Regions from separate parts of the Mus musculus genome. Here all the other regions are linked to region 2. A link is a contact called in public HiCAR-type and HiChIP or PLAC-seq data. All regions are on one chromosome and are shown on one strand. Each heading gives the region's core, a stretch centred on a gene start, on an enhancer-like site or on the middle of the called end of the contact. The rest is flanking DNA. Distances are from core to core; before and after follow the strand shown.

The links. HiCAR-type assays count read pairs that join an accessible place to other places. HiChIP or PLAC-seq counts read pairs in DNA pulled down with a chosen protein or histone mark.
Region 1: a contact with region 2 is called in an H3K27ac HiChIP or PLAC-seq map of bone marrow-derived dendritic cells, with 32 times the contacts expected there. The contact joins the promoter of Snx16 here to the promoter of Il7 in region 2. A contact is called at or near these places in 1 of 39 promoter capture datasets (liver), 1 of 115 datasets of contacts at active chromatin or transcription factors (bone marrow-derived dendritic cells) and 1 of 9 other capture datasets (macrophages).
Region 3: a contact with region 2 is called in an H3K27ac HiChIP or PLAC-seq map of bone marrow-derived dendritic cells, with 51 times the contacts expected there. The contact joins the promoter of Impa1 here to the promoter of Il7 in region 2. A contact is called at or near these places in 1 of 39 promoter capture datasets (liver) and 1 of 115 datasets of contacts at active chromatin or transcription factors (bone marrow-derived dendritic cells).
Region 4: a contact with region 2 is called in a HiCAR-type map of astrocytes, with 3 times the contacts expected there. The contact joins the promoter of 2700069I18Rik here to the promoter of Il7 in region 2. A contact is called at or near these places in 1 of 39 promoter capture datasets (hippocampal neurons) and 1 of 115 datasets of contacts at active chromatin or transcription factors (astrocytes).

Annotation. Positions count from the first base shown.
Region 1 is chr3:10,437,238-10,444,308 of GRCm38.p6, reverse strand. Snx16 (sorting nexin 16) reads left to right here and starts at 4,179. Exons shown (of 8, transcript NM_029068.4): 1 at 4,179-4,394; 2 at 6,025-6,498. The coding sequence starts at 6,124.
Region 2 is chr3:7,610,358-7,616,759 of GRCm38.p6, reverse strand. Il7 (interleukin 7) reads left to right here and starts at 3,000. Exons shown (of 5, transcript NM_008371.5): 1 at 3,000-3,589. The coding sequence starts at 3,580. Gm16685 (predicted gene, 16685) reads right to left here and starts at 4,055. Exons shown (of 3, transcript NR_168341.1): 1 at 3,951-4,055.
Region 3 is chr3:10,329,366-10,335,560 of GRCm38.p6, reverse strand. It overlaps Impa1 (inositol (myo)-1(or 4)-monophosphatase 1), which reads left to right and starts at 4,122. Exons shown (of 9, transcript NM_018864.6): 1 at 4,122-4,239. It overlaps Slc10a5 (solute carrier family 10 (sodium/bile acid cotransporter family), member 5), which reads left to right. Exons shown (of 1, transcript NM_001010834.2): 1 at 1-3,827. The coding sequence ends at 1,267.
Region 4 is chr3:5,218,196-5,225,120 of GRCm38.p6, reverse strand. It overlaps 2700069I18Rik (RIKEN cDNA 2700069I18 gene), which reads left to right and starts at 4,298. Exons shown (of 3, transcript NR_045905.2): 1 at 4,298-4,451. Zfhx4 (zinc finger homeodomain 4) reads right to left here and starts at 6,567. Exons shown (of 11, transcript NM_030708.2): 1 at 6,194-6,567.

The sequences.
Region 1 (7,071 bases), core at 2,930-5,429, 2.8 Mb before region 2:
GGTTTCGTTACTTAATCCTATGTCAGAAGCATTTCTCAAACCAACTTAAGACAAAGCCTAAAAAGTACTATAGAGTCTGACTCATCGGCTTTCTTATGTTTGGCTTCTTGGGTTCCCCTTTATTTTTGCTCTCCTGAGGCTTTTCATGGACCTTAGTGCTGCTAACTACGTTATGGTGATCATTTTGATATCAGTTCTGACTCCAAGTAACATCGATTCCAAGTCAGAACTTGCGAGTCTCCTGGCCCATCCAGGGGCTTACAGATTACTCCCAGGAATGAATGGCATTCGCTCTCCTCACCCACAGTCACTCCTGCTGTTGTTCTTATGGCTTCCGTATGTTTCTGCAAAACAAAATTCCACTGAAGAGGTGTGGGCGTTGGAATCACTAACCAGAAAGAAAAAAAGAAAACATTAAAATTTAATTCACTCATTTTCATTCATTTATTTGCTCAACTTGGCCCTACCAAACTTAGCCAGAAGTTCTGTTGATCAATGGAGAAGAAAACCCCACCTTTATTGACCTCAAGGTGTTTCCATTCTGGTCCAGAAAGGCAGATGCAGTGATAATCGCATCTGATAGGACAGGAATTGACAACCCACCCAGGAGGTTGTCAAAAGGAATGTGGGCACCGATGTAGGGGGACAGAAAATCACAGGCAAAAGCACTGTCAAATCATATAAAGAGAAAAAAATGTGAGAGATCAGAGCGGCAAATGATTGCTACAGTTGGACTTTCAGACACATTTTTCTATGGCAAGTCCCCAGGAGTAGCCAATTGATTGATTTAGCTAACTGTGAGCAATATAAGCATCATGAAGAAACTTATAGTCTCTGAAAAGTATTTCATTTTGCAAATTAGAACCAGAAACTAAAATGATCTTGGAAATAAAAGTGTGTATACCGGTCCAGCTATTAAAAAAAAAAAAACCTGAAATTATGGGATAGCTTATTTGGTGTTAGGAGATGTGGGCAGATAGATACCTAATGCATAACTCAGTCCCTGCGCATGATTGGGTAACCACAGATGACATAAGGTCAGTTTGCATTCCAAGCCAAGAACAAAAGGCTAACCGAGGGTGGCTTCCTTGATTCTATAGAGTAGGCATTCCATAGGAAGGCATTACTGATAAGGTCATAATCGGTGTAGTCTAAAAGACGATCTCTACGTCCAACTTCACCCCCAGAAAACCTTTCAGTTCCATTAGGCTGTCCCCTAACCCTCCCTCCACACCCGCACAAGCTGTGTCCTCTCTCAAGCTTGTTATGGAAATCCCCCAAATGTCGGACGCTAGTTGAAAATGTAGCAGAAAGAACTTCAAAGACAGCTAGAAAAGGATCGAGTGTATGAATTGGCTCTCAGAGCTCAAGAAAAGAGTCGGGATCCTTCTCGGCAAAACCGAGGCTTCTCATGGACCACACCCATCCTTTCTGCACCTGACTTGCAGGAAGAGATTTCCACACCGCAAGAAAAATAGTCAATGACAGCAGTCATGTCTGCCTTACACTCATCTCAAATGATTCTCGTTCCGAATGTAAGAAGCTGGAGAGCTCGCACATCCAGCCAGGGCCTCAGGTGTCAGGTTGCCATGCCTTGCTGACCTCCCAGCTCTCCCGGAGCTAGATCACCTGTGGTTCTTTCTCTAGACTCACAAGGTCATGGCACTGAGAAAATAGAGCACATGAGTACAGATCCTAAATAGCAAGATTACAGGAACGCCCCCTATGGAGTACAAGTGCGAATCACAGAATTAATTATTTTTAAATTTAATGGGGTCACTTCATGTTCGTTTTTTAATTGTAAATTACTGAGGAAGTGTTTTCCTGTATTATAAATATCATATTTCTATACAGAGTTATCGAAGTGATAAACTAATAATGTTCCCTTATGAACTACCACACTTTATTATCTGTGTAGGTTTATGTGTGGTGTATATGCTTGTATGAGTGTTCACACGTATGTAGTACATGAAGAGGTCTACATACTTGTATGCAGATTGGGCAGGTATCACCCTTAATTGCTCTTTACCTTCTGAGGCAAGGTCTGTCACTGAACCTGGAACTAATTCAGACAGTCTAGGAGCCAATTTGCTCAAGAGATCCTGGGGTCCACCTCCCAAGAACTGGGATTAAACATATATATGAGCGTACATAGGTGTGCATGCCCGCACACCCACTCCTGGCTGTTCTTTGTGGGTACTGGGGAACTGAACTCTGGTCCTCACACTTGCCCAGCAAGTGCTTTATCCAGAGAGCCATCTCCTCATCCCAATTTAAATAATTGTAAGACTCCTGTCTGTGTCCACTCCTGGTTTTCAGTTTGCCTGTGTTACTTGCAGTTTTGGTTTTTACACTAAAACACAATCTTTGACCGTATTTAAGCAAAAGGCTAATATGTTGAAAAACTCACTAGGCTATTTCACAGAGTCTAAGGGAAGTCAAGAGGGGAGAAAGAATGGATCAATCTTAGAGAAATTAGCAGGGGGGCTTTCCAGACTTCTCACCACAGATACTCCTATGACATTAGTTTCTGTGGCATCAATCTTATGCCTTTGCTCAGCCACACCTCCATTTTAATTCTTTGGAAAGAGGCACCTGTTGGACACAAGTTGGATCAAATATGCTACTTGAAAAAAAAATCCAGCTTAATAAAAATGTATCTAAACCGGGATATAAACCTAGCCACAAGAGAAGCCAAATGTACAGAAGATAGAGCAATTCCTTAGGAGGGGAAATAATATATCTTTCCATTTCAAATGCTTCTTTTATCCTGTAGTTTTTACATCTTCTCGCTCACCCCACTATCACCTCAGGCTGATAAAAGCTATGCATCTTGTCTAACGATACCTTGGGTGAGCTCAAATGCCCTCTTATTATACATACATAAAAGTACACAACACAAAAGTCAGAAAAATAATCTTATTCTGTAAGCTGTGTAAACAGTTCATTTCTATTGTGGACCACTGCATAGAGTGTAAACTAAAAGTCTATAAGTAGGAACCGGCCAGTATATATATAGATTATATTGTATATATAGATTATGTTGTAGCCCTTATCTGACAACACACAGAATGTTCTTCTTTGATTACTAAAAATGTCTAGTTATCTCCTGAAAGTAAAATCTAGCCATTTATCAATACCAGAAAATATGCGATATATACATATGTATATATGTATATGTTTGTATATATGTATATCCTGTTATGTTCCACTCAATAATCTGAAAAAAAATTACTCAAACAGTTCCAACAACCTTTACAAGATCTTCATCTTTCTTCAAACTATGCTACCTGTACACTCTTATTTCTTGAGCGCTTTTCTTTCCTTGGCCCCTGGAGCCCTATTAAGAAAACTATTCCAAGGTTCATTTTTCTTTGCCTTACTTTTTTCTTCCCTTTATTCAATTATATTAATTCAAGGACAAAAAGGGCAATTTCATCCTGAAAATATCTTTATGTTTTCAACGAATTCTGTTTATCTCATACTTATTTCTCCAATAAAAGCTACACCTATGTCAGAAATCACATTATCATTTTGGAATCACCACTCTCAATTTTCCCCTTCTAGGTATCGCTCCAAAGCCCTAGAAATCATTGAATGATCTTTAAATAAGACAACTCGATTGTACTGACAAATGGTTCTGTAAACTTTGATATATAATATTAAATAATAGTGTTGCTGAAACACTAAAGGTTTTCAAATTAGCAAATCTAAGCAGCCTAATACTGTTTTCACTTGGGCTAAATTCAGAAATTCAGGCATTCAGGAATCTTTACCATAGTCCTAAATTACAGGGACAAATACACAATAAAATAGTGTTCTATCTGCCTACTCTTCAAATCAGTTGTCAATCCATCAAAGAAATGCTAATTATGGAAAATGACTAACCTTCTAGACCTCCCCCCCCAACCAGTGATAACTACAAGTCCCATGATGCAAAGCTCTAGCCCGAACTTATGCTAGCCAAAGTGCCTTCTGGGAATTGAAGTCTTCTCTTCATCTACTTGGCAAACTAGATATTGTAGCCCCATTTCTCAGAAACTCCCTAGTAATAAAGCCTGTGGAAAAAAAACTGTCGATTCCCTGTGATAAAATTAGATTTGTTCGGGCCACTGCAGAGACAGGGACCAGCAATCCCAGTGTGGGCCTCCGGGGGCGGTGCCGTGCTGTGACGTCACTTCCTGGAGCGGCATACCTCCCCCTCCCACTCGAGGCCGTCCCTTCCCTCGGTTCGCGGGAACCTGGCTGGGTGGCTGTGCCCAGGCACCGAGCGGCTGCTCCGGGGCGGAGGGTCACGTGAGGAGTCCGAGTGCCCGGGCAGGACGCGACCCGCCGCAGTCCAACAGGAGCCGCCTTCCTTCCCCTGACGGCGTGGGGTCGCGGAGCGCGCCGAGGTAGGACGCGGGGACACCTGCCGCCTGGACGGCGGGCGGGCGCGCGGGAGGCTGCGGGGCGCGGGGGAGCCTGGACCCCGCCGCACCCCTGGGCGCGCCTGGCCCGGGAGGACTGCAGGTGCGGGAGCCCGGCCTGAGGGCTCGCGGCCCGCGCGGACCGCGTCGCCCTGCCAGCTTCCCCGGGCCTGCGTTCCGCCACCGTGCTGTCACCCTCCTCCCCAGGTAGCGCGGGAGCATCCTCCTGGGTACGAGGTCAGGCGCCCCCGAAGAAGGCGACACGCCCTCCCTCCGCCGCTCGGCGCTCCCGCGGGTGGAAGTCCCCGGGCGCACCCCGAGGCCGCCCTTGGCAGCCCGGGGCCTCAGGTGGCAGATGTCAGAGGCCAGCGCCGGAGCTACGAGAATCCTGCGCGGTTCTTCTGGGGAGGTGCGGGGTGGGGGTCAGGATTCACCCAAGGGGTGAGTCCGTAGCTCAAGTTTCTTGAATGTTCCACAATAAGGAAGGTTGCACTGGCCGCGTGAGGTTAGACACCCTGTTTAAACTTCCTACATCCAGAGGGGACAGCTTGCTAAGAGGACAGTAAATAAAGTTGGGCTGGTAGACCCCCTGTTGCTGTGTATAAATAGACCTGTCATTTCTCCTGGTCGCTACTTAACATTTCTGAGTTTATTACTTAACGTCGTAATGGTAAGTCATTACTTCTTTATTCTACAAAATTATTCAGACATACAATATAACCATCTTTTGGACCTTAGGTTATTGAGAATGAATAATCTAGAATCAAAAAGCAAAACTTTTAATGATTTAATTTGATTGACTGTAAACCTGATACCTTCCCCCCCCCTTTTTTTTCGTTAACTTTACCAAGTTTGCATTTGAAATATATTTGATGCTAAGTTTAAAAAAAAATGTTACTTTCAAGACAGTTGTTGCTGGCTTGGTAGTACAGGTGTGTATCCCAGCACCTATGGAGGCTGCAAGATCAAAAGTTCAAACCTACCTAGGCTACTTACTTAGCAAGTTCACAGGCAACAACCTTGTAAGACCCTGCCTAAAAATTAACATATTTTTTAAGGAAGAGGTTTAGAATGCATGCATAGCATTGCAAATCTCAATCAAAGTAAAAGAGCATTCCTTAGTAATAATCAAACTTCGGACTGACTATGATTAGCCTGTGTAAATCCTTGGGAGTTTCAGTAATTCTATAAAAAAGTAAAATGAATGACTTTTTTCCTTCTTCTGTTCCTATGTTGCATATAGTACAACCAGGACGACAAAACTTCTCCTTCTGCTTCCATTTTTTGAGTGGGAGTAGACAGGAAATATGTTTGAATGTATGTTAGGATTAAGTCCATTTAAAATGAATATTGCAAAAAATAAAGAAAAGTAGACCAAAGGGAAAAAAAAAGAAGAAATATGTATATCATAAGGGTCAAGAAAAGAGATGTAAAATAAGTTTGTTCTCCTAACCATGTAAACAAGAGTCCACAGAGGTAAATCAGATTACAGGATGATGTTACCCATGTCTTCATAGGTAATTGAGTGTCACAAATTAAGAGAAGCACTTTCTTTTCTATTGGTTTGAGTTCTAGGTTGAAGTCTAATTCTTCAATATGTCCTTCTCATTTTTAGATAGTGAATTCCTAAGAAGAAAGCAATGAACTGCATATTGGTTGTTCTTTAAGTGTTTGGACTCAAAGGTGTACAAGTTTGTTGCCAAGGCCAAAGAAGATGGCAACCCCGTATGTCCCAGTTCCAATGCCAATAGGAAACTCCGCTTCCAGCTTTACAAACAACAGAAATCAAAGGAGTTCTTCTTTTGGCAGTGTTTCCACAAGCTCAACCTCTTCCAAAGGCCAGTTAGAGGACTCAGCTGTGGGCAGTCTTAAGCAGACGAATGTCCAGGATCAGATGGACAGTGCATCATCAATGTGTGGTAGTCCTCTCATTAGGACTAAATTTACAGGGACAGATTCATCCATTGAGTATTCTGCTAGACCAAGAGAGGCTGAAGAGCAGCATCCTGAGGCAGTGAACTGGGAAGACAGACCTTCAACACCTACAATTCTAGGTTACGAGGTTATGGAAGAGCGGGCCAAATTCACTGTAAGTATTGGCTTCTGCTGCACACCAGTAAGAAGAAAAAGACTGGTTTACTGGTATGCGTGTGTGTGCTGGTTAAGGCAAGCCTGTACTGCAGATTCTTGACCACGTGGTCTTTGGGTCCAGTTGTTCTGGTGCTAGGCTTATGAGAGTTACCCGTGATCGTGCATAAAGTTAGGCAGCTCATTTTTATTGCTAGCAATACTTGTCTTTTGAGGTTCTTTCTGACTGTGCTCTTCTTGTACCGATCACTTGGCAACTATATGTATGCATTCCCATTTACAATCTACTTAGGAGTAAAGTTGTTAGTTCCGTAGCTCAGCATTGGAAAATACTGGTGAGCCATGTTCTGTAGCGGGGGATACCATTGCAGTGTGGGATTTCCACTCATTCCACACCTCCCTGGGGTGTTGCCTTTTTCTGTCCTTATTTTATGTTTTCTAGTTGAAATAAAATGTGAGTTTTCTTAATGACTAGTTACATTAAACACTCAAACCTTTTTGGCCATTTGGATAATCTCTTGCACATTCTCCATTTTGCAGTTTTCTGTGTTCTAGACCTGGATCTGACTAGCAC
Region 2 (6,402 bases), core at 1,751-4,250:
TTCAGCAACTGAATTTGTGAAGCTCAAGGCAAAGTGAAGAGTTCCTTTGTCCAAATGTAATTTAAAATGTTCCTGTCCATAAGAGTAGACCAAGAATGGATCTCTCAAACCACAGAACCCAGACAACTATACACCTAACATATCTACAGTGTTTGTGTGTCTGTGTGTGTGTGTGTGTGTGTGTGTGTATTTCCTATTTTGATATTTTTGTCTAGAAGGATAGGAACTTTAGAAAATATAGCACACTAGAATTTAGATCTCATAGTGCATTGACAGACAGGCAGACAGATAATTGTTATATTTAATCAGGTAAAATGAGTATAGATAATTAATCAAGAAAGTAAGTTTTCATCATGGATGTTGGTATATGCATAGTGCCTCCATAGCCAAGAGGTTTTAATAGAGAGTGCCAGTTCAAAGCAGGCCTGCACAACAGAGAGAGAAATAATTAACTATATTGACTAATAGTTGTAAAGTGTGGAAACTTAAGAAACATTGCTTATTATTAAAAATTTTTCTGCCCTAAGTCAGCATCCTATAATGTATTTCAGTATTTCTTGTTATACAGTGTTAATAATTTTGTAATTATTTCTTCACTTTTTCGTCCTCCTCCCCCTTTCTCCTCTTCCTCTATCACCCCTCCCCTTCTCTTCTTCCTCATCCCCTACCCCTTCCTCTCCTCCTCTTCCTCCCTCACCTCCCTCCCCTCTTCCTACTATTACTGCTACCACTACTACCAGTACCACTACCACTATTGCTCCTCCTCCTCCTCCTCCTCTTCCTCCTCCTCCTCCTCCTCCTCCACTTCTGGCTTCTTTTTTATGATACTGGAGATGGAATCTAGGGGGTTCATGAAAATTAAGCAAGCTCCCAGCCTTTGAGCTATGTCACCAGTCCTGTTTTATTTTGTTACTTTTAAAGACATGGTTTCACTCATTAAACAAATCAGGAACTGAACTTTTAATTCTCCCTGCCTCTGGTTGAGCAGCTAGGGTTACAGGTACCAGGCCTCACATATTATTTCATTTATTTAATTATCAACATTCTAAAAATTCATGAAATATCCACCCCTGTCAATCTGTATGTTCAATTTGTATTTAAAAAGCAATAGCTGATTTAAAGAGCTGGGCTGTTTTTTTCAAAAGGACACTAATTTTCTTAGAATTCTCTCATAATACAATGTAGTTCAAAGGTGTCCATTTTTATCTAACCTTTGAAATTCCAAATGCTTTCTAAATATTCTTTTCAGAAGACATTCTTAACACTGAGGGTCAGAGTCCTGTAAAATACATTTACTTCTCCTTTCCTGGAACTTTAGATACTTTCGCCTCATTTTACTCCAATGTTGCCTATGCACAAGCCTTTCTGGTGATTGTACTAGGAAGGAAGACAGACTTCCCCTCTCGCACTCTTTTGATGGATGTTCTTTGACTCTCCTCTGAAAAGCCCAACAACAGGTGGGGGGAAAAAAGCATAGAATGTGAGCAGTTGTACACCTACGTGTACCCTATGGTCAGGGAGTTTAATACAGCCGCCACAAACCTAGACATGTTTATAGAGTTAGTCTTTAACCACCCCTGCAGCCTCATCTCTGTCTACTGCTTTTCTCCACATCTGAGTTCCAATGACATTTTTGGAAATGTGTGCCTGAGAGGCTCAGTTTCCTGATTTCATTTGCCAGCAATTCCCTGTTTTCTTTCTCTTTCCTCTCTTTCCTTTTTTTTTTTTTTTTTTTTTTTTTTTTGGTGGACATTTTTCCATGTTCCATCGTTGAAATGCTTTCTCACCACAGTAGCTCTCTTCCATCCTGTCATACTGCAACGCTGGAGCCTAATCCTATTCTAGATAGCCCTTCTCTGTGGATGGGAGCTGTCTGGAGACCAGGGCTGCAGTGAAGATAACAAGTACTGTCAAATCTCCTGATGCTTTGAGCAGGATGACAACAAGAGAGACAACAGAGAGGTGTTTAAACAGCCCTGCAGGCACCGGGTAGGATTTATTTTGGAAGTGCACTAAGACAACAGGTTTTACATTGAATGTGGAAAGTGAGAGTCCCTGCAGAGTCCACAGGCCAGTGCCCAGTTAGAACTCCTATGGTCCACACTCTAAATGCACAAACAGTACCTCTCTGCCTCTTTTCACTGTTAACAGACAGAATCTGAAGCTCGTGTCCTGATGTCCGATTAGGAACCGCCAGCTCCAGACCCCTTTCTGAGGTTCCCCAGAGCGTTAAGAGCACACCCACCACCCTAGGGCGTCTTCTTAGTCTACTGTATCCTCCATTATTTACAAGGTTCTCTTCCACAAGAGATTCCAAGCAGACTCTTTGAAGCCAGCCTGCAGGTGTTTTTTATCCAAATTCAGCCACGTGAACTTAGCTCTGTTACTTAAGGAAGCCTCTGTTCCCATGTGTATCTTTCAACTGCAGATAAGAAAACAGATTGCCTCGGCAGAAAACTCCAGATGCCAAAATACATGTAAATTCCTGACCAAGAGTCCTGGCATAGAGCAAATACTAGATATATGAGAGATATGGTCCTGATCTCAGATCTCTCTTGTTACTGGTTTGCACAACCTGCCTTCACCTAAGCAGTGTTTCTCCTGATTATAAGAAACAACACTAAATCAGGAATCCCCTCGGTAATTCAGGCCTATTATTAAAACAAAACAAAACACTTTAATGAAACAATCACAATGGTGATTAGCTATGTCAGGAGATAACTGTGGGAGATAGTTACTATGCAGAACTTCTATGTGCCCCCAACTAATACGAGTTTTGGTTTTCTGAAGCTACCACTTACATACTAGACTGGATGGACTCACAAGAATTATTTGTTCTTAAAGTCCTACCTGAGCAGGTGCATTGCACAGATGACAGGGAGGAAAAAAAAAAAAAAAACAAACTAGAGAACCTAGAGGGGCAGAGGGCGTGACCCTCTTAATCATCCTTCACTTCCTTTTTTTTTTTTTTTTTTTTAAGATGACTTACATCGGCGGCAGCAGAAGCAGCGACGCCTCCTCAGTGGAACTGACTTGCAATAGCGAGCTTTCTCTGCTGCACATTTGTGGCTTCTGTGGACATATTAGTAACCAGCGGTTTTAGCTCCCAGTCTCACAGAGTTGCCAGAGAGGTTAGAAGTCATTTGAAAAGCCTATTAGCCGAATCTTTCTGATCCAGAAGGCCAGCTGGCTTCTCCTGAGCTACTTTCAATTCGCAGCAACCACTGATCCTGGTCCAGGTGACTGGGGAAGACGCTGAGGGTATAAACCCAAACATTGAACCTGAAGACCCAGCGCAAAGTAGAAACTGAAAGTACCCTGCTTAGTCTGCCGGCAGATCCTACGGAAGTTATGGCAAAGCCAGAGCGCCTGGGTGGCCGGTGATGCATGCGGCCCCTCTTGGGATGGATGGACCAGGCGTGGCGTGGGTGAGAGGAGTCAGCTGCCTGAACTGCCCTGCCCAGCACCGGTTTGCGGCCACCCGGTGGATGACCGGGGTCCTGGGAGTGATTATGGGTGGTGAGAGCCGGCTCCTGCTGCAGTCCCAGTCATCATGACTACACCCACCTCCCGCAGACCATGTTCCATGGTAAGCGCTGCTCTCTGGTGCGCACAAGTAGGTGCGCCTAGCGCGCCGGGGACTCTGGGACAGTCCGGGAGGTGCCACCCGCCCCCGCGCCTCCGCACGTCCGGGAATAGCCCGGCCTTGCACTTTGGACAGGCTGAGAGCTTGGCCTCTCCCATGGTCAGCCACTACCCGCGCTGAGCTCGGTTGCCCAGAACCATTGGCACCTGGGCGTACAACCCTGGCGGGCGGGGAGGAACAGTTCCCGAGGCGGTTTTCAGATCCCCAGACCCAGAGCTTCAGTGCGGGAGCCGCGACGCGGTGGCCCCCTGCAGTCAAGACTCAGTAGTCAGTGGTTTTCAGCCACTTTGTCCCTAGCCAGTACCTCTTCAATGCAGCCCTTCCTGGCTTCCTGGCTGTGCAGTTACTCACAGGCTGCCTGGGTTCAGGGCGTTGCTGGGCTCTCGCAGCTCAGAACTTCATGGAGAATGAAAGAGTCGCTCCCAGGATGCGCTTTTAAACCCTAAAGGACAGATCATTGGAAAACCCCCTCTTCTCCCCGCAGTAAGTCTGGGAGTTTCCGATCCAGGCTGTAAGTTGACTTGTTTGCTGGGAACCCAAGTCCTGCGGCTGAGATTGCAAAAGGCCAGATTTTATTTTCCTTCTATATATTTGCTACTTAAGGGAGGCAGAACTTTAAGTACCCATGAGTACAAATTCTTAGCTCCCTGATCAAATCTAATAGGCTTGCATTAGTTTTAAATAAGTAAGGATTTAAAGTGGACAAGAACAGAATTGACAGAGGCTGGAATCCATTTGTAGCTAGAACTAATAGAGATGAGAACAGAATGGAGTGTGAGGAGGTCTACCTAAGGGAATGCAGGTGTTTTAAATACTTCCTCAAGCAAGAGAACCTATGGAGGTGCAGGATCTAGCCTAAGGCTCTTTCCTTTTGCAACCCCATTGCAAACCATTGTATTGGTTTCCGGCCCACTGTTTTAGGTACAATTACTTCCCCTCTCTTAGGTACTAGCGAACCAAAAACATTTGAGGGAGTACTTATCAGAAACCAAATAAAAGATGTGGAGACCTGAGAGACTGCCCAAGAAAATGATGGAAGGCTGCCAAGGTGCCCCTGCAGGAGCTCACTGTACAGCTAGAGACACCGCATCCCTGTCTTCTTTGCAATGCCCTGGGTTCTGAAATTGCCTTTCACTTTAACCCTTGGATTACCTACAACCTGGAGAGATAAAAGGACAAAGGAAAAGCAAAGGTGTAATTTAAACGAGGAGGCTTTTCCCATTGAGATACATCCATATCGGACATGCCTTATTTTCTTAGTAAAGAAAATATGAAAATATTAAACTCACGGGAGTTAAAGTAAGTGGCTTTTTTTTTTTCTTTCATTTTCGGTCCAAAATTTACTAGAGGCGTGGGTAAACTCCATCAAGGCTGTGTGCTGTGTTTCCACTTTGTTATGTCGGGACACCAAGTAAACAAGGATTCACTCGCTGACGCTCAATTGTGCTGCCTCATTATGAATCAGCATACATTTTATTTGTATACTAATAAAAGGAAACAATGAGAAACATAGAGCCTTGGGAATATGGAGGAAGCCTGAAGATCTATCTGTAAAGGAGAATTAGAAATTTCATCTCAGTGTGTATACTTCTTGAACAAAAATGGAAAGTTCTTTTATAAAACCAATCTCATGGCCCATGGGTATGAAGTACTGTTATCCTGACTCTTGACAGATAATTTTGTTTTTTAATTAATTTATTTTTATTCCTTAATCTTTTTTTTTACAGTACAGACTTTATACCTCTCCTGTTCTGCCCCCCCCCACTGCTCTCCTCCCCATACCTCCTCCCCAGCCCCCACCCCACCCCTGACTCCAAGAGAATGCCCTCATCCCCCATGCCACTAGGCCTCCCCACTCCCTGGGGCTTCAAGTTTCTCAACAGTTAGGTGCCTCTTCTCTCACTGAGGCCAGACCAGGCAGTCCTCTGCTCTATATGTGTTGGGGACAGACAACTTTATAATATGTAGAAATATTTACTTTTTCCCTTGAAATAGGAGCATACGCTGTAGTTTCAGAGCTTGGCCAAGAAGCCCCTTCATGTAGAAGACAATGAATATTTGTACTTCCTCTCACTATCTGTGCATGCAGTTATGTTGTAGGAAGTGTAATTCAGTAGCTAATAGCGGATTCCCTAGACACCTCAACCCGAACATCAAATGCAGCTCCTGAATCCCTAGAAAAATTGTTTTGGAGAATTGTTCTTTGGGCTCCAGATTCTCTACTGTAAACTGCTAGTGACCTGTATATATATATATATATATATATATATGTATCATGAAATGGCTATAAAATTGAATTATTTGTTGAAATAGACTTGGGAAAGGACATTGAAAGAACACTTCTCAAGGAGGATGGGAAAGTCCTCAAGGTCTCAACCCTAGACAAACTGTTCAGGCCACGAAGAAATGCTGACTGACAGTGGAGAAATAGACATCCCCAGAGAGGAGCATACAAATTGTTTATCCAAACAGCCAGCCCTGAAGACATATGTGCAAGTAAGGTTATACAGACTGGGCAGGTTGACTTTATGTATTTAGGGAGATAGATGGATGATAGCTAGCTAGCTAGCTAGAGCACAACACTTAATGAAATAAAAGGTCATGAATTTGAAATAGAGCAAGAAAGGATATATATGAGAGTTTAGGGGAAGAAATTGATTGAGGAAATAAAATAATGATGTTGTAATCTCAAAAACTAAAAGAAACTGATAGATGACAGGATATGATGGACTGAGGAATCCAATTTTATTATGTCC
Region 3 (6,195 bases), core at 2,873-5,372, 2.7 Mb before region 2:
GACCCCAGGAGAAGCGAAGAAGTCATTTCTCAGTTTTCTGAATATACAAAATACAGAAATGCTGTCCTTTACAAGGACGGAAGAAAACATCGTTGTAAGGTCCAGCTATAAAGACAAACAGCCTCACTCCAGCTACCTGCTCGTGAAGTTAGAGGATCCTAAAGTGCTGCAGGTGGTGAATGTGACCAAGACCTCCCTGGCTGTCACAGACTTTACCGTCAACCTGAAGACTTTCCCAGGAGAGACCAATGTGACCCTGCAGCTCTGGGAGTCTGAAGGTAGGCAAACAACACTCATCGACGAGCTAAAGAATGTCAGAGTGAGAGTGTTCAGACAGACGGACGACAGCCTCCTCCAGGCACCAATCCATGTCGATAGCTCCATCTTCCTGCTTGTCTTATCGATGATCCTTTTAAATAAATGTGCCTTTGGCTGCAAGATTGAATTCCAGGTGCTTCAAACAGTGTGGAAGAGACCTTTGCCAATACTTCTTGGGGTGGTTATACAGTTTTTTCTTATGCCATTCTGTGGCTTTCTCTTGTCTCAGATTTTGGGCTTGCCTAAGGCACAGGCTTTTGGATTTGTAATGACCTGCACATGCCCAGGAGGAGGTGGGGGCTATCTCTTTGCTCTCCTTCTGGAAGGGGATGTCACTTTGGCCATTTTGATGACTTGCACATCAACGTCCCTGGCCCTCATCATGATGCCTGTCAACTCATACTTTTACAGTCGGCTACTGGGCTTAGCAGGTGCATTTCACGTCCCTGTGTTAAAGATTGTGTCTACTCTTCTTTTCATACTTATGCCAATGTCGACTGGTGTCATCATTAAACACAAGATGCCTGCGAAAGCAATCTGTTTAGAGAGAGTAGTGCGGCCTCTGAGCTTGACTTTAATGTTCGTGGGCATCTACTTGGCTTTCCGGATGGGACTAGTGTTTCTGAGAATGGCTAACCTAGAGGTGTTTCTATTGGGGCTTCTGGTTCCTGCACTGGGCCTTTTGTTTGGCTATTCCTTGGCTAAAGTCTACTTGCTGCCTCTTCCTGTTTGCAAGACGGTTGCTCTCGAAACTGGGATGTTGAATAGTTTCTTAGCTCTGGCCATCATTCAGCTTTCCTTTTCCCAGCCCAAGGCACACGAAGCCTCCGTAGCCCCCTTTACAGTAGCCATGTGTTCCAGCTGTGAAATGTTACTGCTCCTTCTGGTCTACAAGGCTAAGAGAAGGCCATCCCTTAGCACAGAATATGAAAAAACTCCTCTAGTTTAAAATGTACAGCAGATGCACTATAGTCACCTTCAAGCTGGTTAAAAGCTTGACATGGGAGGTGAGGAGATCATTTCTTCTAGTACCTGTATGTGTATGTCTTATATATGTGTGTGTGACATACAGGTGCGTATAACATGTTACATGTGTGCACGTGTATGTGTTTGCATGTGTATTATACATTACCCTAACCTAGCCTAATCCAAATGGTTTAACATTTTCCTGTCAGTGTTCTTGCCTATAGTGTTTTGGGCTGATACAACCAAATCTGTTCTTTCTTATGTCACTAAGTCCAGTGTACAAAAAGCATGATTTACAAAAGACCTGATGGTGTGGTGGTGGATGTCTATCCTGATCAGAAAAGCAGTGGCTACCTCCCTGGAGCATTTGGCTTTTCAACAGAAATGCCCGTTCAGAGGCTCAAACTATAAATGCATTTGCGTAATACCAACCTATGGAGGTGCCACCATTTGCCCATCAAAGGCCAGGCAGCTCTCTTTCTAGCTGTGCTTGATGGCACTGAGAATGTGTCACGTCAGCTTTCAAATCTGTAAAACACAGACGTCCACATAGGTTTAAGATACAGGTTAACCCGACATGTGCTTTGTGGGATAGCTTTATGCATCATTAAATGTATTAAATCAAATAAGGATTAAGTTACCCAAATACCTTGCTCTTAAGAGCAAGAGGGATGCCAGGCAGTGGGACTGCCATGAGTTTGAACCTAGCTTAGTCTAGTGAGTGAGTTCCAGGAGAGCCTACCTCGATTAATCAAACAGTAAACAAACGCAGAAAGTATTGATGGGCCAGGTTTTAAATTTTGATTTTAGTTTTAAGTTTGTAGCTCTGAGGAATGATAAGTCCACTCCACTATGCATAGAATAACAATTCTATGATGATAATAATATATATTCTAATGATCTGGAACCTGTTAACACTACAGAGAATGTTAGCTTATTTTGATCAGTGTTTGCAGCTCCTACCTATGTTCCATCAATCATGAAACCATATTGAATAACATGGAGATAGACTCTACTCCTGAGTAGCTCACCTGGCTTATGGAGACTCCACCATTTTAATCTCAGTCAATAATTCTCCAGTGAACTTTGGGACACCACATAAGTTTTAGCATTTGCTTAAGTGACTAGAACAGAACCCCTCCCACCCCAGTGTATGTGTGTGTGTGTGTGTGTGTGTGTGCAGTCATGTGAGTGTACATGTTTGTGTGTGCTTAGAGTTTTCTTCTTGTCATGTATGGAGGTCTCTATAGACATCAGAGCCACCTCCACACACTCAGCAACAGGGTTCTGTATTGTGTGACACCAGCCTGCAGTCAGTGCTGCTATAACGGAATCAGAACATCAGACTCCTTTGTGCGCTTGGCTTTCAGCAGGCACTTGGCAGGAGAATGGATTGTGCTGAGTTACCTGACTGTAGCAAGGAAGAAGCAGCAGAGGCTGCAATGAGCCCCATGGAGTCCTGCTCATCTGATGGAGGAAGCTAGCGATCATTTAATGTAAAGACATCTGATACCTGGTCCCTCATCTGTCCTGCTTTGCAATGTCAGGGGAGGCTCTTTCACTCATACAGCATGCATTTGATAAGATTTTTATTTTCAAACAACTGATAATAGAGGACCCCAAAACCAAGCTCTTGAAGGTCTTTTGTGGAAGAGCAAAAAACCATGAGTATGTGATAGACACCCACATCAGTGTCTTAAGGCAGCAGGCTTCAGAAGAGTAGACTCATTTTGTCTTTGTGGGTTTATCAATCCGATTTGCTGTCCCTGCCACTCATCTCTGAGACATGTTACATGTTGTTGATAATTTCTTGTTTTGATTCCTGAGAACCAATCACTTCACAAGTAATTATGCCAGGGCATTGTGGTCATCTTGTGGGTAGGTCATCTGGATAGAGTTCCACTTAAAAGTAACATACTTACCATGGTACTGTTCCACGTGAGGAAACATTTTAAGAACCATAAACTAGCCTTTGTTGGTCATCCAGAGCAAGTGGTTGAGCCATGAAGATTCTCTGCGGATTTTGGAGTCAGGGTGCTATGCTCTTGTTGTGTGAGTTTGGGACAAATCCCCTGACTTCTCCAAGCTTTGTTTTCCTCATCTGTATTGTGCAGGGACTCTTCATGAAACCGTTCTAACACTTATGTTTAAGCACGTAAGAGCACAAGTGCTGTCTGGTGTGGTGGCAGGTGCCTGTAGCCCGAAAGTGGAGGCAGGATGCTCAAAGACTTCAGAAGCCAACCTATGCTACATAATGGAACACTGCTAAAAATCGACGCCTTTGAAAGCGGCTCAAAGACAGGGTGCTTGTATAGTATTTACAAAGCCTATGGTCCTTAGTATTGAGGGCTGCAGGTGCGGAGAGCAACTGCCTGCCGCCGTCAAGTCCACAACAAACAACCTGTATCTAAGTGAATTATGGAGAAGAGAGTTGGTGCAAAAAATAAAAATAAAAATCTCCTTTAGGCTTACAGGTTTAACAAATGAGAGTGCCCAATGACAGTCACAACTCCAATTTAGCTGTAGCCGAAGAGCAGAATGGGAAATGGGAAAATATAAACTAATAAAGAAATTTAACTAATATAATTTATATATAATTTAATATATAATATATAATATATTATATATATTTAATTTCACTAATATATAACATATATGATATAAACTAATAAAAAAATAAACTAATAAAGACAAAAGTGGAGATTTGAAAACGGGATTCTTAGAGAAGAAAGGGTATGCAGGAGAATGCCAGAACACGGTAACTTCAACCGGACCAGCCCTTACAAAGGCAAATTCGGCCCGGCTTACACCTCCAGTCTGAGCGAAGACGTGAAGGCGGGGTTTTAATGGGGCGGGACTTCCTGTCGGAGCAATCCCCGTTACCTCCGGAAGAGCCGAAGAACCGAGCCCTCGGACGCCGGCGGTTGAGCATCGATCGCGGTGCGCTCGCGCGAGGTGAGTCGGTTCTGTCCCTGGCTTCCGTGCAGCGTTATTCGGTGGCCGAGGCGGGGGGTTGTGCGGGCTGCAGACAAGCTCTCCCCATGCTGGGCCGGGGCGCCTGCCGGGCCCTCCTCCCGGCGGTGCTCTCCGTAGCGCTCCGGAAACAGCCGAGCGGGTTCGCCAGGCGGTCCTCGATCTCTGAGGTTCTGTGTCGCAGAATGAGCCCGGCTCTGCCCAAGCCCTCAGGGCTCTACACGGCAAGTTCCCTGGCTCACGAATTTACAGGATTAGGGGTGAACAAGACCAGGTCCGGTGATGTCCTGCGTCGGGAGCGGGGCCTGTATAGGATAGAAACAATTTTAAGTCTGTATGATTTTGTTCCCAAAGTGAGGGTGATAGAATATGACCCCCGTGAAAACAAGTCTTGAAGCAAAGGTCTTTGAAATAAAAGGGTTTATTGAGCCATTAATATATATCAGCTAGGAAATGGACCAAGACTTGGGGCACATTTTGTAAACTACCAGCAACAAAGCTAAAAAAGTGCCTCTGATGAGCTAACGCTATAATTGAATTTCAAGGCACAGGCTTTTAAAGTCTCTATTCTTGCCCCCCACCATGCTCCACAAAGCCAGAACAAACCCCAGAGAACTGTTACCTAATTAACTTCCCTTGTGTCTTCCCTCTTCTGGACCTCTACATTTTAGGGCACCTCAGAAATTTTTATTTATCAGCCTCCTTTCCTCAAGGAATATTAGAACTGATTAAGAAGATGTAGCATGCATTATAAATGACCAAATGTTGCATAGCAACAGCAGTTTTTCTGCAACTGTCTATTGCTTGATATCTGTTGGGTTGAAGATTCGATGGATGGCTTTTGAAACAGTCCTGGGGAGTCAGGAGGTGTTCTGTTCATGTTGTCACAAGGTAAAGTGTGAGTGGCTTGAGGAAGCAAGTGGTGAGGAGGCAAGCCCAGCCCAAGAATGTCCAGTTGTGACAGAATAGAAGAGAGCAGTAAGAACAAGTGTGACCAAGTTTGGAAAGCATTCTTGAAGAGCTGTAAGGAGTTTATTCTATAACTCAAAGCGCCTTTTATATGCTTGCTTGGACGCTTGGATCACAGGAAAAGGCGCTTAGGCGTGAGGGCAAATGTCTGTAATCCCACCAGCATTCTGAAGACTAAGCGAGGATGCTCAAAGCTTGAAGCCCACCTTATATCAATAAGAAGGAAGGTGAAGCCGTAGCCAGCAGCATCTGGTTGTGTCTGTCTGCTCTGTGTCCCTGCGCTTCTCCGTGTACCTGACGCTCTTACAGGGGAAGCACAGGGTGTGACTTGTCCTGGGAAGCAGGCAGAGCGGCCACCTTTCCTGGGCATGAGCACTTCCATGCTTCCCTGGGCTAGGGGCCCACGTTAGTGTTAGTGCGGTCAAGCCTGGGGTGAGTCTGGAGAGGTCAGCAGAAAGCTGTCAAGTCACTTGCTCACATTTCCCCTGCCTGAAGTCTAGGAGGCAAATGGCACCTTTGCTTTTAGACATAGAGTTTTCTTCTCTCAAACGTGGTAAGGGAAAGCAGGGAACTTTCCCATCAGAATTGAGCATACGTTCTGTAAAATCTGCTCATATAATACGGGGCAAAGTACTTGTAATCTGTGAACCTTAAAACTTCACCTTTACCTTATTTAATTCCATGTGCAAAGCACTGAACTCCCTGGAGTTGAGTTAATACAGGCAGCCTTTGTTCCTTGGTCTTTAAAAGTGCTTTGATTCCAGCCTTCCCATGTTCTTTACCTTGCTCCCCACCCACTCCTACACCTACCCGTTAGACCATGTCTTGACCTCATCTGAGCTTGACCTAAGCTTCAGGGGCATCCCCACGCTACCCCCACCCCCACACTATGATATGGTATAGCTACAACCCAAAATGTGATATTGTGTGGTCACTTGGGAGACAGCTTCATAGAACATTGTTTGCTAT
Region 4 (6,925 bases), core at 3,049-5,548, 2.4 Mb after region 2:
AGTATCATTGTAAGGTGGATTAGGCAAACAAAGATTTCTTTTTAGGACATTCTAAAGTCCAGAACATTAGTCAGCACAATTAAGCCAGTCTCCATGGAGACTAATGAAATTTCACCATGGTATGAGTTAAATTAGATAGCTAGTTATGTGTTTCCACAATCCAACTTGAAATCCATTATTGTTTCAGAACAATATAGCAATTGTGCCTAGCTGATCTTTGCCAGCTCAACAAGCTCCTAAGTTGACAATTTGCATATGTTAATATAATTAAGCACTAATTACATGAAACTTGTACATATTCACATGCACTTTCCCTGGGCACTTCTCAGTTTGAACCATGGCCAAGTCTTTAACCCTTAGAATGTTTTTAGTGAGGGGGGAAAACTGCAAAACAAAACCCCCAAAACCCTACACTGCCTATGGGGACAGCTCCTAGACAGACACAGAAAAACTCTTCATTTATGAATACAAGGCCTAACCTGGGTTCTCCTATTTCTAGCAACAATAACAAAAAATATTTAGTGAGTATACTAGAGATCCTGGATAAGATGAAGACAGGGCTGTCAGTTAGAAGAGTAGCTAAAGGATCCTAACAAGTGTCTAATACAGGAGAGCGATCACATTCATTTCAATAAAGTGTTAAGGAAGATTCTGCACCATTGACACTGTCAAACCTTGGGAGATAAAAATGGTTTGATAACAGTAAAAATAGAAACTAGAGAAGGAAAAAGGAGACAGAAGCAACTAGTGAGCTTTACATAAATACATTCAGAGGCAATTAAGCAATGTTAATTACTATAACAGCCGTTAATTGAATATAATTAGATATTTTAAGCCAGTGAATAAAGTATAGTTAAGATTAATTTTATTGAGATTAATTGTAAATAAGGATAGATTAATTCTGTGTTTTGACAGGCATAAAAAGTAGTTCTGCAAATAGGGCAGGAACATGGCTACCAGCCCAAAAATCATAGATTATTTTAATGTCACACCTCAGATCATCTCCTCAATAAATACAATTTTTTAAACCCAAATAGACAGGAGTCTTTAAGAAAAAACAAAAAGCAACAACAACAAAAACAGCTTGCAGAGATTAAAGAGCCTTTTGTCCATTTTCATATGCATTCTTTTTAACAGACTAAATTAGGCGAGTCTGGTATACTTTTTTAGGAAGGAACATTTCACACTGAATGGAAAAAATGTTCTATCACATATGAAATTCTTGCAGCTGTGCAGAACTTTGTCCAGATGGTTTAAGACTATAAAACAGGATCAAATGATAGGCAGTAGGCCTTCTGAAGATTTTATGATAAAGACACAGTCTTTTATTTCAACCTTCCCCTCATTTCTACTTTGTATTTTCCAATCAGTATACATATTTTCAGATGTAACTGTGATTCTCCAAGAGAGTCCAAAGCCACATTGCTCCTGCTAGGTGTTAGAAAGTAAACATATAGCAGAAAGGAAGGAGACCCCACTTAGTAGAAACCAGCTAATCATTTAGTCAGAAACCTCAATGATAGCTATGAGATCAGTGCACGCAAATGACAACATTTGATTATTACTGTGAGACACAATAATTTCTAAAAGAACTTCTTAGGAAAATGTTGCTACATGAAAACTCTCTTCCTCCAAATACTTTCACACAAGGCTAATTTATGCATAGTGTTTTAGAAAATCAACACAGTCCACAAGAATGCTGAACAAATCACTACTAAGAAAGGGACATCAATTGATTTTGAAATAAATCAATGTGATTAACATAATATTTTTAAAGCAGCAGAATGTATATATCATGCCCAAATACATATATATGTATATATATATTTCCAATATATCTTAGCTCTTAATCAAATGAGGGCCTTACACTACTGACCCTGGCTCCACACTGCCTCAGAACTTCTGTAGGGCACCTTTAGTCGTTATAACAAAAACCCTAAAATGGTCTGTGAAACAAGACTACGACAAGCCATTCTGCAGTGAAAGGTTTTAAATCATACAGCCTCTTCTAATAGACTTGAGACTTATTGAGGTAGAAACCATAAAAAATGAAGAAGGGAAATTTAATCCCTGAAATATTGATTTGCACATTAATATCATATAGGCAGAGGGCAATTTGGCTTCGTGGAAATGACACATTGTCGACCCTTGGTGAAGTCAGAGCCAATCTAACTGCTGAACATGTCTGAACCTCAAGAGTTATTAAGGGCTTCCCTTCTTGCCTTTATGACTTTTCTTCAGCCTACCAATGCAATCTTAAATGTATTATCTTTAAGAAATAATTGTAAAACCTCAGGGGTTTTCCAGTTAATGGAAGGGAGACCAAACCACATCAGATTCTGAAATGCAACATTAAACCCTTGCAATCAACAAAACCACCTCAATTCTCATCCATCCAATGCTGGATCTAATATTGTTATTATAGATAATCAGATTTCATTGTGTAAATTTAGGCTCATGGTCAGAATGGAAGCAGTAAATTCTTCAATATTAAACAGCAATTTTCTCAGTCTCCTTTCTGTTTCCCCTTGCTGTTGCAGCACCTTTAAAATAATCCAACTAGCTCACAATTAATGAAGAGTTGCACTACTCCTGCCAAAAGCTGCAAAACACTGCAATAGAGCCGAATGTGTTGTCTTGTTTTTATTAAGTTAGAAACTTTCACTTCCCAGATCCAGAGCTACTGTCTCTGCCTTATCCCATAGTGGGTGCTGCTGCTGTGACTTACACAGCCAGTTCACCTGACCTTCCTTTGTTCCTTGGGTACATTTCACTTTTCGATTTATGGTGCAACCCTCATATTTCATTGACCCTATCTCCATTGCTATAAAAAAGGAAAACACTCCAATAAGAGTTTACTTTTTAAATACATGAGCAGCCAGCTATTGAATAAACACACAGCGATGCTCTCTGCAGTTTATGCCATAAATATTAAAACCATTAAAAACAACTGTTTGACCCTTATGATCCATACACTGAAGCCAGGTGCAAGAGGTTAAAACAGCTGGCTAGCCATCTTTTATTTTTTTGTGTTCCTTCCTGCTGCTTGAAACCACAGCCCTTGAACAATATCAAACATTCCCTTAAGGATTTACTTTTTATTTTATTTTATTTTTAATTTGGAAAAAAATCTTCTATTTATTTAATGTGCTTCTTAGTGGAGAAGGAAAACTCTAAAATAGTAACAGATGCAGTGAAATAATCCCCAAATTTCCTTTATGCGTTATTAAAACCCATCCTTTTCAACAAATGTTATACACATTATTCTTTTTATTCTTCATTTAGAAAAGAGAAAATAGCAAAAAGCGAAAGAAAGGAAGAAAGGAAGAAAGGAAGAAAGGAAGGAAGGAAGGAAGGAAGAAAGAAGTCTGAGCTTGCTCCGTCAGTTTTGTCAGTAAACACAAGGTAAAGCAAGTGTGGATGGCAGCAAGTGTTACATACCCGGGCTGTGTTTTTGCTTTGCTCTCAATGGAAGCGATCGATGCCCATGTCACTGTCGCGTCCCAATCGCAGCCAAGTCTCAGCCTTAATCTAAGCACCAACCGAAAAGGCAGCGGCAGCCTCAGCCTCTCCCTGACTCTTCCAAACATTCACCCAACTAAAAATATAATACTACATATGAGGTCTAACCACTCCACGTGTATAGGGATCACGCCACTGAAAATCCAGGAGAAGAAAATTATAAAAAGAGAAAGAAAGAAAGAAAGAAAGAAAGAAAGAAAGAAAGAAAGAAAGAAAGAAAGAAAGAAAGGGAGGGAGGGAGGGAAATGGAAAGGGAAAGGGAAGGAAAGGAAAAAGGGGGAAAAAAACGAAAAAATTAAACCCCTCCTGTTTCCAGTCTCCTCTCTCTCTTCCTCTCTCCTCTCTCTGTCCCGTGTGTGTGTGTCTCTCTCTCTCTCTCTCTCCTTTTGCCATCTACATGATCCTTGATTAAACATGGAACAGAGTTAATAAAGGGTTGGGGGGGGGGTGCTCAAGGAGAGGAAATGCAACTGTCAGAAATCACCAACGCTAGATTTCTTGGTGAACCTGCCTCTGTCTGAGTCAGTGTCAATACACCATCTTCGTCCACTGAACTTGTCTTTGGGTTTTTGTTTGGTGCTGGTGGGGGATGTTGTTCTGTGTGTGCTTTTTGGGGGAGGGGGAAAGTGAAGGCAAGGTTGGGGCTAGAGGTGGGGGGAGTGGGGCGAATGTGTGTTCTGTGAGTGTTGACTGTGAGTGTGTGTGTGTGTGTGTGTGTGTGTGTGTGTGTGTGTTTGGGGGGGGGGTGTCCATGTTTGTGATCTGAACCTTTGGTACCTACAAAGAGGGTGTCTCACCGAAAGGTAGCTAAAACCTCTCCAGAACGGCGCACGGAACTGTGGAGACACAGCGGAAGGCTCCTCTGGAGCCTCATATCTGGGCCGAACCCTAGACCCAGCGCTTCAAGGAGCCCCTCGCTTGGATCACAGGTAACAAAAGAAATAACCAATGCATGGTCTTCTGGGAGAGGGGGCAAGATGGGGGAACATTCCGGAACTTGGCCATCACTGAGGAACTTTTATACAATTATAGAAAAATTTTATTTTATTTTTTCTGATAGAAAAGAGCAAAAGGAATGGAAAGGGACGGAGGGAGGGAGGGGGAAAGAGAGAGAGAGGAAAAAAAGAGAAGAGAAGAGAAGAGAAGAGAAGAGAAGAGAAGAGAAGAGAAGAGAAGAGAAGAGAAGAGAAGAGAAGGGAAGGGAAGGGAAGGGAAGGGAAGGGAAGGGAAGGGAAGGGAAGGGAAGGGAAGGGAAGGGAAAGGAAAGGAGAGAAGAGGGAAGGGGAGGGGAGGGAGAGGAGAGGAGAGGAGAGGAGAGGAGAAGAGAAGAGAAGAGAAGAGAAGAGAAGAGAAGAAAAGAAAAGAAAAGAAAAGAAAAGAAAAGAAAAGAAAAGAAAAGAAAAGAAAAGGAAAAGGAAAAGGAAAAGAAGCGAGACCAGGCTCACTCCAGCCCCTGGTAGCCTAACTGATCATATCAGGTCAGAAGGCATGCTTGGTGCCAGCTGAAGCTGAGGAGGTGAAGTTCATTTGCAGACATGGAACCCTGTAGTGAGTGTGTGTGTGTGTGTGTGTGTGTGTGTGTGTGTGTGTAAAATGCATCAATTCCCACAGTCAGCCACATCTCCTTTACACACACACACACACACACACACACACACACACACACACACACACCCTTGCCCTTTACCAAAAAAGAAAGCAAAGGCTCTTGATCTCCAGCCGCGGGTGTCCTCTTAGTGTGGCGATCAATCCCCAAACCCCGGGGCGAGCTGCCTCCACTCCCAGGTCTGCGGACATAGGCCGGGAGATCCCGCCTCCTAACGGACCTACCAGGTCCGCAGCGCCCGTGCAGCCAAGAGCCGCCAGGGCCTGCCGCTGCCGGCCGCGCTCCGCAGACCGGTGTCTACCTGCAGCCAAGCCCCGCGCTCGCCCATCCTCCCGGGCCCGGCGCCTCGCGCGCACCAGCCCTGGCCTGCCACAGCCCCGCGCAGTGAGTGCCCTTCGGGAACTTGAGAAAGGGTGGAGAAGGGAAAAGGAAGATGAAAAGGAAACCGAGAAGAGTACAGGGGAGGATCAAGGGAGAGGAGAGGAGAGGGGGGCTGCGAGCCCCACCGACCACTGTCCAAACTTTCGGAGAATGTGTGCAGAGGAAACATCATCTCGATGGGGTGCAGGGACGCGGAGCGAGCGAGGACCCCAGATAATGTCCGAGCCGCTGCCGAAATGACAGCTTCGCCGGATCACCAGAGTGTCTCCGGCTCCCGAGGAAAGCAGAACCCGAAAAGACTGAGAAAAAGACAGAAAACTGCTCGGCCGAAAGTCACTTAATACAAAAGTTAAATCTTGAAAAGCATGCCTCCCCCCCACCTCCAGCCCCAATCCCCCCTCCGCCTGTGCCTTCTCCCTCCCTCAGCAGAGCAAATCTTTGAGCCAAAAAAAAAACGGGGGAAAGAGATGGAAAAGGGGGGCAGAGCGGAAGAGGTGGTCGGGATGAGGGTACGTGTGCTAGGGCGAGCGGTAGCAAGCGATCTAGGGGTAGAGAGGCGGAGAGGGAGAGGGAGAGAGAGTGAGCGAAATATCAAAGATTGTGCAAGATCAGGCTGGAAAGATAATCGATACTCGACCTAAATTTAACACAAACTACTCAATAAAAGTTAAAGAAAAAACTTACTTTCCATTTCCCTGCAGTTCCTACTCGATCTTCGCCTCTTTTTTGTTTTGCTTTTATTTTACGTACAGCTGATCACATCCAAGTAAAACGAGAGGGTTCATTAAAAAGAATAAAAAATAAAAAAATAATCCTCGAACTTTATTGGGTGAAAATAAAAACGCTGGAGCAAAAAGTGGGGAGCACGGAGCGGTCCTCGGGGTTCCGGGAGGAGTTAAAGCATGTGCCGACCGCGGTCTCGCTGTTTGCTTGTGAAGGGGTTGGGAAAAGGAGGAAAGGAAATGAAAATCCGATATGTCTTTATTCTGCTAATTATTATCGTTTTAGCCCTGTTTAAAAAAAATGGCTGATTAAGTTGAGTGCGCATGTCTTTGTGTGTCTATTCCCGATATGCACTCTGGGAATGAGAGAGGAGAGCGAGGGAGAGGGGGAGGGAGGGGGGAGAGGTGTAATTAGTGAGGTGATCAACATTCCCCAGACTGCAAATGACGCGCAGCCAGGACTCAAAGCAGCCTGGGAGCCTCGCGACTTCCAGGGCTCCTAGCGTTGCGGCTGGAGCCCTGGACGAGGCGACTAAGGAGACGGAGGATGGGGACCTCCGGGGCTCGCACCCCATGCGCCCCTGCGCACAACTCTCAAACTTCATTAGACACACACGAACACACTCTCACACAGAGACAGCAAAGAGAAGAATATAAAAGCACAACTCATTCCTAAGAAATGCCTTTTTAGAGT